2 separate regions of the Capra hircus genome follow, and region 2 is linked to region 1. Evidence: chromatin contacts called from public Hi-C data. All regions are on one chromosome and are shown on one strand. The core of a region is the stretch at or near the end of the contact, and the rest is flanking DNA. Distances in the headings are between cores, read along the strand shown. Region 1 holds the start of MYO15B (myosin XVB). Region 2 has its middle 18 kb from the start of GRB2.

Region 1 (5,800 bases), core at 894-3,393:
CTTCACATTCCAGGATGTCTGGCTCTAGGTGAGTGATCACACCATTGTGATTATCTGGGTCATGAAGATCTTTTTTGTGTAGTTCTGTGTATTCTTGCCACCTCTTCTTAACATCTTCTGCTTCTGTTTGGTCCGTACCATTTCTGTCCTTTATCGAGCCCATCTTTGTATGAAATGTTCCCTTGGTATATCTAATTTTCTTGAAGAGATCTCTAGTCTTTCCCGTTCTGTTGTTTTCCTCTATTTCTTTGCATTGATCACTGAGGAAGGCTTTCTTATCTCTCCCTGCTATTCTTTGGAACTCTGCATTCAATGGGTATATCATTCCTTTTCTCCTTTGCTTTTCGCTTCTCTTCTTTTCACAGCTATTTGTAAGGCCTCCTCGGACAGCCACTTTGCTTTTTTGCATTTCTTTTTCTTGGGAATGGTCCTGATGCTTGTCTCCTGTACAATGTCAGGAACCTCCATCCATAGTTCATCAGGCACTCTGGCTATCAGATCTAGTCCCTTAAGTCTATTTCTCACTTTCACTGTATAATCTTAAGGGACTTGATTTAGGTCACACCTGCATGGTCTAGTGGTGTGAGGTAGGTAGGAGCTAACTGGAGAGCCCTCCAAGGAAAGCGCCACAACCTGGAATGCCAACTTCCCCCACTTTGATTCTGGGTGGGGCTGCCGGTTGAGGAGAGGTCAGAGGTCAGCAGGGGCACAGGAGTCCTGTGGGGGCACTTAGATTTGTCATGTTTCAGAGGGGAAAAAATGTTGGATGATATCCTGCCTTGGTGCCATGTGAAGATGGGTGGTCTCCTCTCTTGTTGGTGGGAGTGTAAACTGGTACAGCCTCCACGGAGGAAAATTTGGAGCACTCCAAGTTATACAAAAGCACACACCCTATACCCCTGCAATTCCACTTCTAGGAATTGATTCGGCCTGGACACAGAGGGAATCAATGTTGTCTGTAATTGAAGCAAAAGGTTAGATGAAGGCAGCCTCCATTTCAGTCGTAAAAGTCTGTTAACCTAAAATAATTTTAAGAGCCAATTATTTTTCCAGCAACGAATTACAACATGGGACAGCAATTAATGCCAACTACACACACCTCTGCAGGAAGGAAAACTTTTTATAAAGGAAGCTCTCTTATAGAGGAAAAGGGGAAGCTGGGAGAGGCTGTTATAAACAAAAAGTCCATAGGAGGAAATTGGGAGTTTGAAGTATAGCAGGTTTTCATTGGCTTAGTTTGACAGTTTCTCATTGGCTGAGCTATTGGCAGGCAAGGGGAAAAACTTTCTTCCTCCAGCTGGCAGTAGTAAAGTCGTGTCACTTCCTGCCTGACATCCAAAGTACATTTTTTTCTCTTGGGCTCTATATCGAGGTGAACTGGTTAAGTGTATAAGGACTCCCCCTTCTGGCCTCTGGCCTCCATTTAGTGAGCGTTTCCTTTATTAATTTTTGCACTATCAATAAAGAATTGGTTAAACTCTGGCACATTCATCTGCTGGAATATTACAAAGTTGTAAAAAAAAAAGAAGATTTTTACTATTATGAAATCTCCAAGTTAATCTGTTAGAGTGGAGCACCATGAGCTAGAAGAGCTTCCACCTGTTCTCAAAGGGAAAAATAATACTTGCTTTTCTCTGCCTGGATAGCTCTGGAAGGAAATACAAGAAATGGGTAACCTCAGGGGACAATGAATAGCTGTGGGTCAGGAATGGGAAACTTTCATCTTCTGGACTACCTGTTCAAAAAAAATTAAATATTAGAGCAACACACACATCTGGGTGCTCAGGAATTTATTGGGGTCCGATTATGTTCCGTGACTAAGAAGCATTTACTTACTTTACACCAGTCCGAGGTGTACATTTATGTTTTAGGCAGTTTTCTTTAAATTATATTTCACAATCTAGAACAATAACAAAACTAACAACCCTCACTGGCTTCTGGCCCTGCACCAAGGTCAGCCTGGTTCCAGCCTCCAAGGGGTTAAGGGAGGAGGGTGGGTCCCCTAGAGCCCCCCAGGACAAGGAGGATGACCCGAACAGGTTCTTTTGGCACCCGCCCCCACCCCCTGATGCCAAAGTAGTGAGGCAGGAGCAGAGCATGGGCCCCCTCGGTCGGGCCCGGTGCCAGGCTGGCAGCAACTCAGGGCCACACGGTTGCCCTGTCCACGGCCTTTGTCCGCACCTGCAGCTCTTCTTTCCTGATTGGCCTCCTCGCTATTGTTGGCCTTGGAGGTCAGGGCCGGCAGCCACCTGCATTATTGATGCCCTCGGGTAAGGCGGGAGATGTGGGGGGCGGGTAGATGGAGCCTGTAGCCCCCATTAGCGCAGAGCCTGTGTGGTGTGCTGCTGAGGGCACGCCTGTGGGCAGCCAGCTCCTGGGGCAAGAAGAGGAGACAGCCACCAGGAAGCCATGGGCAGGAGCAAGGGCAAAGCGCCCCAGCACCTGGAGGGACCCGGGAGGCCCCCCTCGGGGGAGCAGGAATCCGGGTCTGCCAGCGCAGACAGCGTGCCCAGCCAGGGACACCGAAAGGGCCATCGTAAGGCACACAGGGAGCCCAGCGCCGGGCGAGGCCAGGAGCCTCCCGGTGCCCAAAGGAAGCCCACTGGAGGGGAGAACAGGGACTGCAGACAAGCAGAGGTGGGGCCGCCGCCGGAGGCCGAGGGCAGACGAGGCAGCGGGCATGCTCATGGGGGATGCCAGACTAAGGAGAGCAGCAAGCTGGGGGACGGCCACGGGGGGCGCCTGGAGCAGAAGGGTCTCCGAAGAGGAGGAAGGACACGGGAGCAGGACCGCAGCAGAAGGAGAGGAAAACGACGGGGACGCTCGGCTCAGCGTGGCCGCCGGGAGACACGGAGCCTCGACAGGGACACGTCGGGCGGAGACGGGGCCAGCTCCTGCCTGGACAGCGAAGCCCACGAGGCCCAGGAGAGCCGCAGCCAAGGTGGTGGGACCCCAGAGCGGAGGCTCAACTTGGAGCAAACGGACATGGCCTCGGGGGGCACTCAAACCAGTGCAGAGTCAGCGCTGGAGGCGCCAGGAGCTCCCCGGAACAGCGACAGGCCGAGCAGCAGCGACGACAGAGGCAGTGACAAGCCCCCCTCGCGGCCCCAGAGCCCAGCAGGATCGTCGGAGGCGAGGCCCCAAGGAGAGACCGAGGATTCCGGGACAGACCCAGACTCGAGTCAGGAGGGAGCCGGGCCGTGCCGGAGCCCAGGAGCAGCCCCAGCAACGACCCGCGGGGCCCTCGAGGCTGGCGAGGCTGACCAGGGTAGAAAAGCCGCAGCTTCCAGCCTCCTCGAGAGCTGCATCCCCCGGAGCTCGTGGGGTTCTCAGGACCCCAGGCAGGGCGGGGATGCAAGAGACGATGGGGTGCAGTCCGAAGCTGAGCCGAGGGGCGCCCCGCCCGAAAGAGCCGAGGCCTCGACCGCCCGGGGTCAGCGCCGCCAGATTGGAAAGGTGGTGGGGAAGGCGCACGAGGCGGTGGGCGTGAGGGACGAGGGGTCTCGGGGAGACGGGCCGCGGGCCCCAGCGCCGCTGGCCGCCCTAGTGGCGCTCCGCAGGCTCCGCGCGAGGCCCCCGCCAGGCCCTGCTCCCCAGGTCGCCGGTCCCCGCCGCGGCAGCCTCAAGGACCGGCTCGTGCGCGTAGTGCGGGCCCTGGGGCTTCTGCGGTGGCTGCGGCTGAGGCTCCAGGGGCGCGCGGGCGGCGCGCGGGGCCCCGGGAGCAGCGAGGGGACGAGCCGCGGGCCGGGGCCGCGCCGCCGCCGTCTAGCGCTGAGCCTGGCGGGCGTCGCGGGGCTGTGGGGGCGACCAAGGCCTCCCCCTGGCGGCGGCCCGAGTTCCCCGCAGGTTGCAGAAAGCCCAGCTCACGATCCATCGGAGGACGAGCACGCGACTCCAGATCCCAAGTTCGCAGTCGTGTTCCCCAGGATCCACGGGGCAGGGAGGACCTCGAGCCGCCGGAGCTCAGAGGAAGGGTTCGCGGACGCCCCCGCCGGGGAGGGGCGCGGTTGGTCCTGTGCGGGGGCGTCTGCGGACAGTGCAGGGCGCAGGGCCAGTGTCGAAGGGGTGGCGGAGTCTCCCCGCGGCTCTCTCGGCCCGAATCCCCACGAAGAGCCCCCGCTCGACGAGACGGGCTCCACCAGCGAAGCGGAGCCCGAGAGCTTGGGAGCCGCGGCTCCGGTGCATTGGGCGCAGGGCTCTGGCCCTCACAAGGGCCCCGGGCTTGGCACCGAAACACTGCTGCCCCGACTCACCTTGGAGACCCGCCGGCGGTCGGAGGGGAGCCCTGGCCCCCGCGGGTCCTTGAGGGATCGGTGGGAGCCAGAGGACGAGGTGGAGGAGGCGCTGGAGAGGGACCTGGAGCTGAGCCTCGTGCCCGGCCCGGAGGAGCCTCCTTTTCCCGGCTGCGCCGACGGCTGGAGCGTGGGGGAGGGCCTGGAAGACACCGAGGACCTGGCCCGGCTGCGGTGAGTGGGCGCGGTTCCAAACCTGCCCTGCCTGGGTCACACCTTCTCCTATCCCACCTTACCTCCGATTTTTATGGAGGGTCTCCTTCGAAGGGGTTTTGCCATACAGGGTCGTCAGGCTGGAAGGGGCAGGAGAGGGGTGAGAATCCAGATGCCCTTTTTTTCTCTAATTGGCACAAAGCTTCCTTCTGAGTCAGCAGCCTAGTCCTGCCTATTGCGCCCACGGTGGGATCTCTTATTCAGCAGGGTCGGCGGGGGGAGGGCTGTGTTATGGACCGGCTTGGAGGGGTGGGGAGGGCTGTGGTATGGACCAGCTTGGAGAGGGTGCGGGACTTGGTGGAGGTGTCTCTGCAGCCAGCGGGGGCGCTAATCCAGAACCTCTTTCTGCTCCCAACTCCCCTCTCCTCCACCCCACGGCCGGCCCCGTAGGCCAGTGTGCGACAGCTCCGTGCTGCTGTGTCTGAAGAAGAGGTTTCACCTGGGCCGAATCTACGTATGGGGGACACAGCAGGGGGTGGTGGGCTGGCATTCCCTTTCCCCTGGGGTCAGAGGGCCCTCTGGGCATACCCTACCCAGAGTGTCCCCCTCCATCCTCCCTGGGCTGGGTCCTGAACCCTGCTCCCTCCACATTCTGATGAGAGCTTTCACTTTCTTCCCAGACCTTCGGGGGGCCCCTCCTGCTAGCTCTGAACCCCCACCGGGCCCTGCCTCTCTACGCACCTGAGGTCCTAGCCAGCTACCGCCCTGGGAAGACCCCCAACACCACCCCGTATGTGAACTTGCCCCACCAGGCCTCTGCTTCCACCGGGTGGCTACCCCAGCACGTCACACTGACTGAGGTCCAGGGGACTGTGGGCAAGACCTGCCTACACCCAGGAGACCGCAGGGTGCCCATCGCTAGTAACCTTCTCTCTCATCTGCTTCCACTCTCCTCCCCCAGACACATTTTTGCTGTTGTGGCATCGGCGTATAGCCTGTCTGAGAGCACGGGGCAGGCCACCTGCATCCTTCTGGGGTGAGTGGTGGCTGAGCCCTCAGGCCACGCTGAGGGCCAGGAGGAGGGCTATGTGAGGTCCGTATCTGAAACTGCCCGTCCGGTCCACTGCTGGGCAGGAGCTCTGGACTTGCTAAGACCGTGCCCCTTGAACAGGGAGGCATCTTGGTACCTTTTTTTTCTGTTTGGGCTCCTTGCCCTGGATCTGTGTTTCTGCATTTCTGGGAGCCTCTCTTAGGGTGGGTGTCACTTCCAGGTGGGCACATCCCCGCTTTGGGGCTCATTTGGGGTCACCCTATGTGCCCCTTCCTGGAGGCCCTGCCAGCCTTTCTCTCCTGCA
Region 2 (5,159 bases), core at 740-3,239, 130 kb before region 1:
ATAGTAGGTACTGTATCTTTACTTGCTTGCTTTCCTTATTTTTAATAGATTTTTTTGATGTGGACCATTGTACAAGTCTTTATTGAATGTGCTACAATATAGTTTCTGTTTTATGTTTTGTTTTTTTTGGCTGTAAGGCGTGTGGGATCTCTCAGCACTGCCCTCCCCCTGCCCCGCCCCCCTCTACCAGGATTGAACCCACGTCCCTTGTATTGAAAGACAGAGCGTTAACCTCTGGACCACCAGGGAATTCTCAAGTCTACTTGTTTTCTCCCTAAAGCTTGTTTTATTTGAAAACAGGATAGGATGGCTTATACCTCAATTATAATGCTTTTTACTTTTCAAACTCTTCCTCTTCCTCCTCCTTTGTCTACTTCTTTTTTGTCTACCTGAGTTTTTCATGAGACTTTACCCAGTCACAAAACTCCGGGAAGTTTACTCAGGCTATCTCTGTTTTCTGCTTCTGAGTTCCAAAATAATAAAGCAGCTTGTTTCACGGTCTTGCCAGAAACCTTTTTAGGTCTAGGAATCAAACTTCGTCCTTCAGTCTTTGACTCGGCTCAAGAAATCAAATCTCCACCCTCTCCCAAATTAACGTGAGCATTTGGACTTTAGGAAAATTAAATCTCTGCAAGCATCATCATGAGTTCAGAGCAATATAAATACCAGGGCTGCCTACAGACCAGAAGGGAGTGTCATCTTCGCTCGCTCTGAGATTTAGGAATGTCAGATGGGCAAAATCTTCTGCTTTATATAGCTGAGCTTATAGACATGCCAGCTTGAGATGAACGAGGCAAGCAGCTCCAAAGGTTTGAAGGATGCATGGGAAGAGAAGAGTGGAGTAAAAGATGCTGTCAGAGGTCTTTCTTGATATTCTGAACCGAGAAAGTTCTGGCCTGGATTGGAGGCCGAGAAAAGAGAGCCCACAGTCACAGGAGTAAATGAGGGGTTAGAAATTGAATGTAAATGGAAGATGAAAGAACTTGGATGGGCTTTCATTTAATATTTTTTAAAAATATTTATTTATTTGGCTGCGCTGGGTCTTAATTGTGGCACTTGGGATCTTCATTGCATTATGCAGGATCTTTAGTTGCAGCAGCTGCTGCTGCTGCTAAGTAGCTTCAGTTGTGTCCAACTCTGTGCGCCCCCATAGACAGCAGCCCACCAGGCTCCCCCTCCAGAAGCCTGGCAAGAACACTGGAGTGGGTTGCCATTTCCTTCTCCAATGCATGAAAGTGAAAAGTGAAAGTGAAGTCACTCAGTCTTGTCCAACTCTTCACAACCCCATGGATTGCAGCCTACCAGGCTCCTCTGTCCATGGGATTTTCCAGGCAAGAGTACTGGAGTGGGTTGCCATTGCCTTCTCCTTAGTTGCAGCAAGTGGGATCTATTTCCCTGATCAGGAACAGAACCTGGACCCCCTGCACTGGGAATGTGGAGTCTCAGCCACTGGACCACCAGCGAAGTCCTTCAGTTAGTATTAAAGGGACAAAGGCTAATGAATGTTTCAAGTACACGGAAGATGATCACCACTATTTTCCTTAATGACTGAATGCTGGATAAATTCCAGCTTGGTGAATTCAGATTAGATCCAAGTGAAAACTTTCTGACATAAAAAGTACTGGAATGTGTTACCGAGGTCGCAAAATCTTTCAGTTTGGTGATTCAGTACCCTTTTGATTGACAGATTGGCGGTAAGTGGGTGACCTCTCTTGGCTCCATATTTATGCACGGTTACCGTGTTAACAGTAGGGTAACAAATAGCCCTGTTTATCTACTAAACAGGTGCGTCTTGGGACTTGAGCAGGTTTAAATTTCCCCAGTGGATCCTGGATAAATATATGTGTATTTTACAGAATAGAAACTGGACTCCAGGAGGCCAGCAGGGAGAATGCAGGAAGGGACCCTTGGCTTCTGATCATTGTCTCCTCTAACCTGTCCTCCGGCCTCTCCAGCAGCTGAAGGCAAAACTATGTGACCCAGAGTATCCCTGTCCGAGAGGAGAGCAGAGGCCCTAAACCCTCAGGGAATGTTGGCAATGCGGGCTTGGCACACGCGGAATGTGGGGAATGAGTCCACAGTCCAGAGTTCAGATCTTACAGTTTGGCTTTGCCCTGCCCTGACAGCGTCTGCCTCACATGAGGGGCTCTGCTTGGGGAGCTGTGAATCCTGCTTCTGAATCATATTGCTTTTCTGAGCCCGTGGGTCTTATTATAGCTAAGAAGACTTCAACCAGTCTGGCTCAGGCTGCAGAGAATTAAATATGCTTTCAAAATACTCCCTCCACTTGGGGTCCAACAAGAACACACAGGCAGCTGTCTTTACTACATCAATGTCTTCTGCCCTTTGAAACTCATTTCCCTCTGAAGCTGATTAAAAACAAAAAAAGGAAGTATAGTTGATTTATGATGTTCTGTTAGTTTCAGGTGTAGAACAAAATAATTCATTTATATATATATATATATTTTTGGGTTCTTTTCCCTTATGGATTATTACAAGATATTGAGTACAGTTCCTTGTGCTATACAGCAGGTCCTTGTTAGTTACCTTTTTGTTTTTGGCATGTGAGATCTTAGTTCCCTGACCAGGGATCGAACCTATTTCTCATTGGAAGTGTGGAGTCTTAAGCACTCGTCTGCCAGGGAAGTCGTATTTTATTTTTAGTAGTAGGTATCTGTTAATTCCAAACTCCTAATTTATCTCTTTCCCCTTTGGCAACCATAACTTTGATTTCTAAGTCTGTGAGTCTATTTCAAACAAATTTTTTCAATATTGAAAATTTCTGGGAAGAGTCTCAGGAAACTAGCATATTAGTTGCCTCACAGAGGGGAACTGTGAGATGAGGGATAGGAGGAAGACCTATTTTTTATCCTTCTTTGTTTCTTTTGAATTATTCATGTGCATGAATAGGTATATCCCAAAATAAATATGATAATTTTTTTAACATAAGGTTTATAAAACTCTGTGTGGAATTTCACTTAACTCCTTTTTTATTTTCTTTTAAAAAAATATTTATTTTTAATTGAAGGATAATTGCTTTACAATATTATGCTGGTTTCTGCCATAATGCATGGATCAGCCATAGGTATACGTACATACATCACCTCCCTCTCATATCTCACCCCTTCCCATTCCTCTAGATTGCTCCAGAGCCCCAGGTTGAGTTTCCTGAGTCATACAGAAATTCAAAACTATGGAACACTTTACAAATTTGTGTGTCATCCTTGCACAGGGGCCGTGCTAATATTCTCTGCATTGTTCCAATTTTAGTATGTGTGCTGCCAAAGCACACCGCTTAACTCCTTTTCTTCCAAATCAGATTTTTCCCTCCGTCTTACTCAGCTCCCCATTTCACAAGGACTGCATCTGCCTTTGACTAAGCACTTGCCTAGGGTTGGGCTCAGCATCTTCTGTTCATTATCTCACTTTCTCATTTAACAAGCCAGGAAATCCCCTGGTGGCTCGGTGGTTGGGATTCCTTTCTCTCACTGCCAAGGGCCCAGGTTCAATCCCTGGTGGGGGAACTAAAATCCCACAAGCTACGTGGCATGACCAACCAACCAAACAAAAGCATAAGTTAGTGAGAAGTTTCTCTAGTTACCCAAATTCTACAGGTGAAGAAACGGAGGCTTCGAGAGAGAGGTCTCATAGCTGGTAAGTATCAGGTCTGCTATTCAAACATGGGTTTAATTGGCCCCAGTAAGAATCTGCCTGGAATGTGGGAGACACGGGGTTCAATCCCTGGGTCAGGAAGATCCCCTGGGGAAGGGAATGGCAACCCACTCCAGGATTCTTGCCTGGAGAATTCCATGGACAGAGGAGCCTGGCGGGCTACAGTTTACGGGGTCCCAAAGAGTCGGACACAACTGAGTGGCTAACATTTTGTTCTTCTTAAAATCTTTCTGCATTTATTTATGGCTGTGCTGGGTCTTTACTGCTGGCACAGGCTTTCTTTGGGTGCAGCAAGGGGGCTCCTCGTGGCGGTGGCTCCTGCGGCGGAGCACGGGCTCTCGTGCCCGGGCTTCAGTAGTTCCGGATCGTGTGCTTAGCTGCCCCTTGGCGTATGGAATCTTCCGCGATCAGGGATCGAACTCACATCCGCTGCACGGGCAGGGGGATTCTTAGCCACTGGACCACCAGGGAAGTCCTGGGCCCCACTTGTCACCCTCACAGCCTGCTGCCTCCGTAGCTGAAAGAACACTGATGTGTCAGCTGCCAAACTTATTAGGAACTTTCTCACAAACTCCTTTGTCAAACAAGCCCTTAAAAGCCACAAAAGAGATGAAACAGATTTAATGCACATTCTTCTGCCAAAGGAAAGCTGGGTTCTCAGTACATGTGTCTTTTCGTGTTGGGGGCACTGATTATTACGCAGAATTACTGACTCATGGGCTTATCAAAGTCTGAAGCCTCTGATCCCCCGCAAGCAAATCCTGAGCCAGGACCCTCTCAGTGGGACACATCTCAGGCAGCATTCAAATGGAAAAGGGGACACTTCTGGTTTGAGTTTGAAGACGCCACCAGTACGTGCACCAGTCCTATATCTGGCTGAAGCTGGAAAGCTCGCGGGCTCAGAGCAAAGCTGTGAGAATCTTAAAGGCCCTGTGAAAGAACAAGTCCCCGCACAACTGCTAGTTTCTATGGACACAGAAGAAAAGAAGGGATTGCAATGAAAAATAGCTAAGCAGCCAGCAATTCGAGATGAGGCTGCAGAAGGCCAGGTGGACTAACAGCTGATTGTATATCACACACTCTCATGAAGCCCCTATAACCCAAAGATAGCAAAGAAGTTTTATAAAGAGCCATCAATTGTTCCAAGTTTTTATGTTGAAATCAAGGCAAGGATCTGGTCATCACCCTTAAATAAACTTGCCTTGCTTCATGTAGCTTATTCACACCGTTAAGGAGAGGATTTATAAAATACTTTATATAGTTTTGCAGCATAAAAGCATCTTCACAGGGAATTCCCTGGTGGTCCGGTGGTTAAGACTGTGCTTGCACTGCAGATATTCAATCCTTTGGTCAGGAACTAAGATTCCGAAAGTCAGATACTGCAAGCCACGCATCTTCACGTGCTTTATCTCTTCATGTGCGTCATCTCATTTGATCAAGAGTGAGTGGGTCCTTGTCCACCTCCAGTCCAAGTAACTCTCTCCACC

The links. A called contact is a pair of places that touch in the nucleus more often than the background predicts.
Region 2: a Hi-C map of blood shows a contact between it and region 1, with 2.3 times the contacts expected there. The contact joins the enhancer-like site here to the promoter of MYO15B in region 1. A contact is called at or near these places in 2 of 5 Hi-C or Micro-C datasets (both in blood).

The regions. Positions count from the first base shown.
Region 1 is chr19:55,193,595-55,199,394 of ARS1.2, reverse strand. MYO15B (myosin XVB) reads left to right here and starts at 2,143. Exons shown (of 64, transcript XM_018064023.1): 1 at 2,143-4,466; 2 at 4,896-4,959; 3 at 5,126-5,235; 4 at 5,407-5,481. The coding sequence starts at 2,410.
Region 2 is chr19:55,322,576-55,327,734 of ARS1.2, reverse strand. It overlaps the pseudogene LOC102174336. Among named protein-coding and RNA genes, the nearest start is that of GRB2, 18 kb to the left of the region's middle. Within about 2 kb of position 1,989, at least 2 of the 5 cell types and tissues checked have an H3K27ac peak or open chromatin away from gene starts, as enhancers often do.